2 separate regions of the Gossypium hirsutum genome follow, and region 1 is linked to region 2. A link is a contact called in public Hi-C data. All regions are on one chromosome and are shown on one strand. The core of a region is the stretch at or near the end of the contact, and the rest is flanking DNA. Distances in the headings are between cores, read along the strand shown. Region 1 has its middle 4.9 kb from the start of LOC107896637. Region 2 holds the start of LOC107896645 (AAA-ATPase At1g43910).

Region 1 (4,521 bases), core at 477-2,976, 55 kb after region 2:
TGCTTTGTATTTTTGGCACTTGCTTTCTCTATTTTTTTTTGTTTGGATTCGATTTTCTTTTTTTCTTTTTTTGGATTCAATCTTGTGTTTTTTTGTATTCAAAATCCATAAAAAAAATTTACATTAAGTCCTATGGCTTTATAACCAATTTAATACAATGTTATATTTTGCTACTGTCTAACATCTTTTCTGCTGCAGGTGGTGGTTGAGCGGTGGAGCAAAGGCGGTGGCAGGGATTAGGGCGGTAGCAGTGGCAAGTGGTTGTCAGAAGCTAGGGTTTTTTTGTTTTTTCTGAAAAAGTTTAGGTTTTGGGCTTTGTATTTTGGGCTAGGGTTTTCTTGATTTGGGTCTTTTTGTTTGGTAATTGGGTTACTACTTTTATTTGATATTTGAGCTTTTGGTTTTTATATTTTATGGGCCTGGGCATAATTTAGGTTGTACAGTAATATTTTTATTTTATTATTTTAATTTATATAAATTTAAATATTATAATATTTTGTTATATTTTAATATTTTTAAAATTATAAAAAAATAAAGATGTTAAGGGTAAGATGGTACATTAACAAATTAAACTTATTTTCTTCTTTTTTAACATTAATCTCATTATAGGTTGTTTATCATATATATATTTTTTTAATCTTTTTGATACAATATCAAGGATTACTCATAACCCCTTCTCAACTCTTGAGGATAATGTGCTTTAGCGCATTCAAGTTCATGTCCTCCTATACTTAAGGATGAGCGTTCGATCGAATCAAAACGAATGAAAAAAAAATTCGAGTTAATCAAGTTAATGAATTCTATTTTATCATCCCAACTCTATTTGAAATTTTCTCAAATCGAATCAAGTGAGATAAAATTCAAATCAAATATATTTGCTTGAGTCAAATTTAAAAAATAACTTTAGTTTGTTTCGAAATCAATTAGGGATGAAACGTCTTAAAGTCTTCAATTAATTATTTTAAGCACAATTTCAAAATTTATTAAAAGCAGGATACAAATAAAAAGTTGTTATTCCAACTTAAATAATAAGCAAAAAGTAGGGACATTGATGCTTATCAGCGAACTGCAATAGCAAAAAAATTATGGGGTTACCTTTCATTCTAAAATTTGAAGAAAATATCCACAAGATCGAGATTTTCTCGATTCAACGGCAATCCTCGAATTTACATAAATTGACTGGCAAAAATAATTGATCGAACTAGTAAATTAAAAAATTATTAAACTTCAAGTCTTGATTCTCATAATAAAATATAATAAAAACGAAAAAAAAACACAAAAAGAAATTAATGCAATGACCAAAGAAGTCAATTACTGCTCTTTTTCTACTGAGCAAATTTGCGATTTGTTAGTTCGTGAGTGAAAAAGGTAATAAACCGAACATGTAGCAATCCCACAAATCTAAAATAAAAGCGAAAGTGTTTCATAGCCAAATCTAGATTGTTGGGTTTGGGGTCGAGGAGAGATGCAAAAAGGTCGAGGTGAAGAGTGGAGACTGAAGAGAACAGAGCAGCCAAAAGGAACACCAGTTTCGAAGATCCTAGGGCAATTTGTTTTGTAGCAGCAGCAACATCAACAACCTTTGTTACAGCAACAACTTTTACAGCAACAGTATAAACAACACCTAGTACCCACAGCTAAAGTGATGGACAGGGAGACCGGAGACGGGTGAGGGATTTGCCTAACCTTAGAAACTGATGAAGAAGAATTGAAGGATGGAGGGTTTGATTTAGGGATTTTGACTCAGGGATAGGAAATAGGAATGAGATTTTGATTTGGGGGAAAATGGTGGGGCAGGTGGGGGAAAGTCAAAAGGCTTGGAGGGGGAGTATAAAATAATTATTAATTAGACTACATAATATAAATTTAAAATTTAAAATTGTATAGTTTGATATTAGGTTTATTCGAATTATTTGAGTTATTTAAATTCAAAAATTCAACTCAAATCTAACTCAAAATTTGAAAAAGAATTGAAGGCAAATTAAATTTTGCTCACCCCTACTTGCAATGACAACAATATCAATGTCAAATGAGCTAAAATTCAATCAACAACACGTATTTTTAACTCATAGCAAACCCATTACTAGAAAAATAACATACATCACAATTTTCACGGCAATCACTTTAATGTAGTAACATCTATCCTTTATCCATAATGAGGAATATGACCATGGTTCGACATTTTATTATTTAAAATGTTTATATATTTTTTAATTTATTTATTTATGTAAATTTTTAATAATCCTTCTATCATCCTAGATATTTTCAATTTATTAGATTTATAACTCAGGCACTTACAAATGATTTATTTGATTTTTAAATATTTAGTATTTAACATTTCATAAAATAAATATTGTATTTTCATTTTCTTTGAATGAAATAAAAACAAAATAAAATTACTTAGAATTTTGAATTAAAAAGATGAGTCAAATTTGCACTCCAATAATTTTATTTTCAAAATGGCACTGTATGCTTTCTTATTTGTTCAAATATATTTTTAGTGTATGTATTTTCTATTAATTTTACTTTTAAAATCTAAAAAGCTCAATAATTATGGATGGGTCATTTATTTTATTTTTTTGGTAAAAGAAAAAAATTATAGATCAATTACAAAGGAGCAGTAAAGTCATAAAGCCAAATTTTGACCATAATTTCTAATTTGATGAGCAATTTCTGAAGGTAATTCCTTCAACCTAGCTAGAGTATGAGTAGCAGTATTTACCTCTCTCGAAACCTGTTGAATTTTACAAAATTCTTGAATTCTCAGAATCAATCCCCTATTTATTTGTTCTTGGAACCTACCATTAAAGGCTTCAACAGCTAAAGTATAATCTGATTTAACAATTATATTATTCCATTTAACAAATCAAGCCAATTGGAGACCATCATAAATCACTCGTAACTCAACTTATTCAACACTATATCTGCCAATATTTCTTCCAATCCCAAAAATCCATCTGATCATCCCTGGGATGAAATCATTTTTATTCTATTGATTTATGTGTTCTAAATAACATAGAGTACTACTCTATATATGATAGTTGGAATATAAATCAGTATTGCATATAAAGAGAATTAAGGTTCACAATAAAAAAAATACATTTATAATATAATATGTACAAATTTAATTAATTTAATAAAAAATTAAATATGTAATTGAATCAAAACAATGATCCAAACTTGTTTAAATAAATATAAAAGCCATAATAAGTGAAAATTGGTCTTTTGCTAGAATAAGCATTATATTATCAACTGATTTCACTCATAAAAAAATCTTAATAATTTGTTAAATTAAGAACAATAAAAAAATTAATTTTTTAATATAGCTTGAAAAATCTTAAATGGTAATATAATGTAAAAGAATTGGATATTTATAATTACACTTGTACATGTTATATTATAAAATAATGTAAATAATTGAATCAAATATTTTTAATTGTAAATATTAATTTATAAAAAAATTTAAAGTATAAAATAAAAATTAACTTTATAAATTAAAAATAATATTTCTTTTGTATAATTACAAGTGTCCTTGTCTGTTTTATGGTTTGAGTATGATCGTATTTGGTTAAGGGTGATATTTAGTTAGAGTTTTTTCAACAATGTTGACTCAAAGATTTGCACTTGATCCAAATACTTTCACTACTTAATTCTTCTAAATATTTGTTGGTAAATTAACATTTTAAATGTACTAGAAAAAGCTTAAAGAAAACAATTAATAAAAATGAAAGTTGACATTTTGTAATTTTTATTCTAAGCAAAAGAAAGAAGAGATATTAATTTAAAAATTACATTAAAAAGAATAAAGTAAATGATGATTTTGACAACAACAATATCTTATTAATTACAATGACTAAAGAGCACTGTGTTTATTGCCATACCTTTTGTATTGTTTCTCTTTTTTGCCTAGAAAAAGTTAATATTATTTCATAAGAAAGAAGAAACACTGTAAATTTACAATACACCTAGTTTAGCTCAAACAATGTAAACAATATACAATTAAAGTTCATATAATAATCAACCAAATAAATCCATGTAGTAGCATAGCCTCAAACATCATCCACACACCATTGCCTTCCACCCATATCTCTATTTATTTTACCTCAATTGTCAATTTAATAGTGTATCAGGTTTTCTTATATTTTTTTCTCATCACATAATTTTTACCAAATTTTCTTACATTTTCTAATCAACCAAACACCAAAAACATATATATATATATCGATTGCTTCCTTGTACAAAGTTTCTACCATTTTATCATCTTCAAGCTTTCAGTCTTCTTCTTTCTTCACCCGATTCTTTCCTTGTACAATGATGTGGAAAACTCAAAAAGATCTTTAATTAAAGAGAATGAATAAAAAAAAAAGAAAAGACAAAGAAAAATCTTCACTTTCATACAATGATAAAAAGATTCCTAAATCACAAATAATAATAATAATAATAATAATAATAATAAAGCACTTTTTGAAAAATGAAAAAGTAATTGACATCAGATTGTAGATTTGTTCAATTGAAATTTTT
Region 2 (4,854 bases), core at 568-3,067:
CAACCTCAAGTCTTAATTGTAATTCAAGTTCTCGGAGGTGCGCCGATGACCATAAATTAAGAATTTTTTACACCCTGTTCAGTTCCGAGATAAGGTTCCTCTTGCAAATAAAGATATTTCCATAAAACTGTTTGTTCCAATCTTACACCACATTCTAAAAACATTCTAAATTCCTCACAATAACATCATCAGATCTCCAAGTTTTTCTCACAAGGTCGTTCAACTCGGCATGAAGCATCCAGCTAGCTAGACACCGAAATAGACGACAGTCCTGTTAAACATTCGGCCTTAGAGAGACCAAAATAGGATGATAATCTGATTTTAGTCTATGAAGATTACGGACAGCACAATTGGGCACAAAGAAGTCCCATTCAGAGTTACAAATTTCCCGATCAAGACGCTGAGATAGATTCCTTCTACTCCAAGTGAATTGCGGACCACTATAACCCAAATCCCGAATCTTATAGTGAACCAAGAATGACTGAACCCACTTGCAACCAAGTCGTGTCTAAGAAGCACTTCCAACCCTTTTCGACCCATTTAACACCAAGTTAAAATCACCAGCAATTAGCCATGGTTCAGAAATTGAGTTCGCCTTAACACCTAAAATATACCAGAAATCTTTCTTTCGCCTTTACTGTGGACTAGCATAAACCGTAGTGCAAAGGAAACTATTAAGAGTCATTCTCGCTACAAACCTTTATATGAACCATTTGAGGGTGAACAGCTAGAATATCAATTGAAACCATCTCACTTCAAAGGATCCAAATACAACCGTTAAAACCATTAGCTTCAATCCTACATGATCGGGCCATTCCGATTTGAGAAATAATTCTGTCAGCACGTGCACCACTCGTTCAGGTTTCAAAAAGACAAATAATCTCTGGTTAAAACTCCCTTCGATACTCAAAAACAAAGTTATAGAAACTTCGATGACCCTCACCTTAAAAATTCAAAAAAATGATTTTTGTATCCATGTATAAAATAACAAAAGAGAAACCCAATAGCAACAAAAATGTTAGCAGCTAACTTTGGCGTTAGTCGAATCCAATTGACCCATCGGTTCATCATCTTCTGGGTTTTCAGCTAAAATCTCCATGGTTACATGACCCTACTCCAGCCCATAAATTATACCCTCCATAGCTGCCACTAAATCCACAGTATCTGCTGGCGATTTACTTAACTCATCAGGTGGTTTGCGACGTTGTGAATCCCCTTCGGCTAGTAATAAAACTGACAGTCCTTCGACCTAACCGTTAGAAGCTACTCCAAACCGAAAGACCCCATTTTCAATACCCAAATCCATGCCCAAACTTTCCCTGCACAAACCCCTTTTTTTTTTCACTGCGTACTGCCCAAAACGTTTGATGCCTCGATTTATCAAGCTTGGCTATTAAGGATACTGGGTGAAATCCCACAATATGGTCTCCCCCAGTAGATTTGGTGTTAACCGTTCCAATAACCTCCGTGGGTCGCAAATCCATTCTATTTGAAGCCCCCACATTATCACTAATGGGTCTAAAAACTTTCAGGCCCACTTTGGAACCATTTCCATGAATAACACCCTTACCTTTAGAGGTGTGCATGGGCCGGACCGCCCGGCCTGACCCGGCCCGAAGGCCCGCCCTAAAAATAGGAGGGTTCGAGTAAAAATATAGGTCTGAAAAATGAGCTTAGACAAAAAATGAGGCCCGTTTAAAAACGGGCCGAGCCTCGGGTATAATTTTTTTGACCCGAGCCCGGCCCGATTTTAATATTAAATTATTTTTTATTTTTTTATTTTTAATTTTTTAAGTAACTTCACTCTTTGATATTTTTGTTTAGTTGCTGCTGCTGCCTTCCTTCTCTTATTTCCATTTCCATTTCCAAAACTCAAATCCCTAGCTCACCACCACCTCCACCGTCCAGTTGTCCGTCGGCCGATCCACCTCTTAGCCTCAAGCTCAGCTCAGCAGCTTCTTCATTTTTGCTTCTTCATTTGCAGTCTCGGTAGCCGATCCAGTTGTCTTTCAGCTTCTTCATTTGCTGTCTTCTTCAAGGTAAGCTTCATTTTCTTCTCCTTCACTGCTGCCGTGTTTCTTATTGTAATTTTCTTGATGAAAATACTGAAGGAAAATAGATAAAATGAAATAAATAATGAACACAAAATGGGATTTATCTAATCTGGAAAAGTTGATTTCCACTACAAAATGTTGCAGTAAAGTAAGAACGGAATAATTGTAACTAAAAGCAAAAATATATAAACACATGCAATTCAAGTCACTGGACACACACAAGGGTAGGCAAACATGGGATTTAGTTCCTTAAGCAGACTAATCTACTTATTAACTTATTAATCTATTGCTTTGCTTGATATTGCATTTGTTCCTTAAGCAGACTAATCTACTTTTAGCACATAAAGTGCGCCTTGGTGCCCTTGATATTTCTACAATATTTTGTACCCCAAGAGACCATTAAGTAATATTACGTTCAAAGCAAGAAAAACTATATCTCTGTAGCTTTAGCACATTCTCCACTTCTTTCATTTCTCACATTTTAATCTTATACTTATTTCTTAATTTATCATTTTCATTTTATTTTATTTAAAAAATTATTCTTAAACTTAAATGGTAGCTTTTTAATTCAAAAATAATCTGATCTTTTCTATAAATTAATAACAAAGTGAATAAATAAAAATTAATATAATTCAAAGTCTAATTCGAAGACAACTATTGCACTGGGTCCAGACCATAGGCTCATATTCAATATTAGAAGTCTCCAATTCTAATCCATCTACAAAAATTAGACACAAATCAAACAGATACACAGCTTTGTTACTATAATTAAAATCAGTACGAAGACCATATGCTCAATAAAACCTTCATTGAAAGGCCTAAAACCCATACTAACATAAATACCAAAGAACATATAGGCTAAACCAAATGCCTATGATAAAAACACCATAGAACGTTCTTATGGTTTTCATGATCCTTAAAATTCATATCATAACTAAAGGTTACAGGAAATAATTGAACACCTCAATGGAACTTTTTTCACTCCAAAATGCTTCAAACTTATCAAATTTATGCAAAATTTTAAAAAATTTTATTTAATAAAAAAGTCAAAAAAATGACCGGGCCGAGCTCGGGCCTACCATTTTTTCCCCGGGCCGGGCTTGGACAAAATTTTAAGCCCATATTTCGGGCTGGGCCTAGAAAACGGGCCTAAAATTTTTTGTGAGCCCGGCCCGGCCTATGCACACCTCTACTTACCTTTAGCATTCGGTTTATTCTTCCTTAGGCCAGCAATTCGTTTTGTGGAATACACCATATTTCCACTCTCATGGCCATTTAGTTCCTCTGTCGGTTTTTCAACAATATTCAAAGATTCATCATCAATCACCATATTTTTCTCCAAAACAACAAAGCGTGATTGATCTAGAATCACTCTTTGACCTATGCTCCTTGTCTCCCCCTACTTCGGCCTCTTCCTTTGTCGATGCTCTACCAACATCCATGGGCCAAAGTCCTCCACATCAACTCTTTTTTGAAGCTTTAATTTCTTGTAATACCCTGAACCCGTATCCATCGCCAGAACAGGGTTACGGAGTATTATCAGACTTATAACTTAATCAATCAAACATCTCATGCATATATTTCATTCAATTCACAAATTATTCATAAACATTTATATGGTCCTTATTATAAGCCCTTGAAGGTCCAAAATAATCATTAAAATTAGTTCGAGGCTAAACCGGATACTCAAGAAATTTTTTAAAAAACATAGAAATTTTTCAAAGATGCAAGGGATACCCGCCCGTGTGGCAAGGCCGTGTGAGCGACATGCCCGTATCTTAGGCCGTATGGATATTCAATGTGAGGCACACGACCGTGTCCCAGCCCCTGTCCATACCTGTGTAACTCTCTGACTTGGGTCACACGGCCAACTACACGCTCGTGTGCTAGGCCGTGTGAAAATGTAAAATTCACAATTTAGGTGCAGAGGTTACACGGCCAAGTCACACGCCCGTGTGCTAGGCTGTGTGTGACACACGGCTGAGACACATGCCCGTGTCACTACCCGTGTGAAATTACTTGAGTATTTTGTTTCTATATTTAAGTATACAGGGGACACACGGCCAAACCGCATGCCCATGCGCATGACCGTGTGTCACACATGGTTGAGACATACGCTCGTGTCTCCGCCCGTGTGGAAAAAAATAAACTATTTTCCAAGCCTTATTTCTCACCCAATTTGATACCAACCTAAAATTAAACTTAAAACATGTATCATCATCACATACAACATTGAATTTGTTAAAATGCACATTCTTCATTTATCATTCATATCAACTCATTTAAGTAACATCATTTTCAACATAGTATAAAATGTCACTAACTTTGAGTATGGGATTCTCACTTTGAGTATGGGATTCTCACTGGATGCCGAGTCCAATTCTACTATATATCTAACCTGCAACATGTAAATCAATTTATCATTAATAGGTTTCATTTATTAGCTAAACACAATTCCCACATCTCTTAATATTAAATTCTAACTTAGCCAAATAAGATTTCAATTCTCTCAATAATTCAAGTAACTTTATCATGAGATCAATTAACGATGTGGCACCCAGTGCCTAGCGATAAACTGCAGAAAAGGGTTGTGCCCAGCGCGAGTCAGATTATCAGACGGTAATGAAGGTGAGCTCAGCTCTAGTTGGATTAACTAACAATGTTTGCACCCAGTGCTAGTCGAATATACCGACGATAATAATTATAAGCCTAGCTCTAGTTGGATAAACCAACAGTAATTGTGCCTAGCGCTAGTCGGATTAACCGACAGTTATGTGCCCAGCAATAGTCAGACAAGCTG

The links. Hi-C and Micro-C count contacts between places; a contact is called where the count stands out from the background.
Region 1: a Hi-C map of leaf shows a contact between it and region 2, with 1.6 times the contacts expected there. The contact joins the enhancer-like site here to the promoter of LOC107896645 in region 2. A contact is called at or near these places in 5 of 34 Hi-C or Micro-C datasets (all in leaf).

Annotation. Positions count from the first base shown.
Region 1 is chrA11:26,330,340-26,334,860 of Gossypium_hirsutum_v2.1, forward strand. No RefSeq gene overlaps it. Among protein-coding and RNA genes, the nearest start is that of LOC107896637, 4.9 kb to the right of the region's middle. Within about 2 kb of position 1,727, at least 7 of the 9 cell types and tissues checked have an H3K27ac peak or open chromatin away from gene starts, as enhancers often do. A contact at or near this core is called in leaf, where this site is marked.
Region 2 is chrA11:26,275,261-26,280,114 of Gossypium_hirsutum_v2.1, forward strand. It overlaps LOC107896645 (AAA-ATPase At1g43910), which reads left to right and starts at 1,818. Exons shown (of 4, transcript XM_041081490.1): 1 at 1,818-2,039.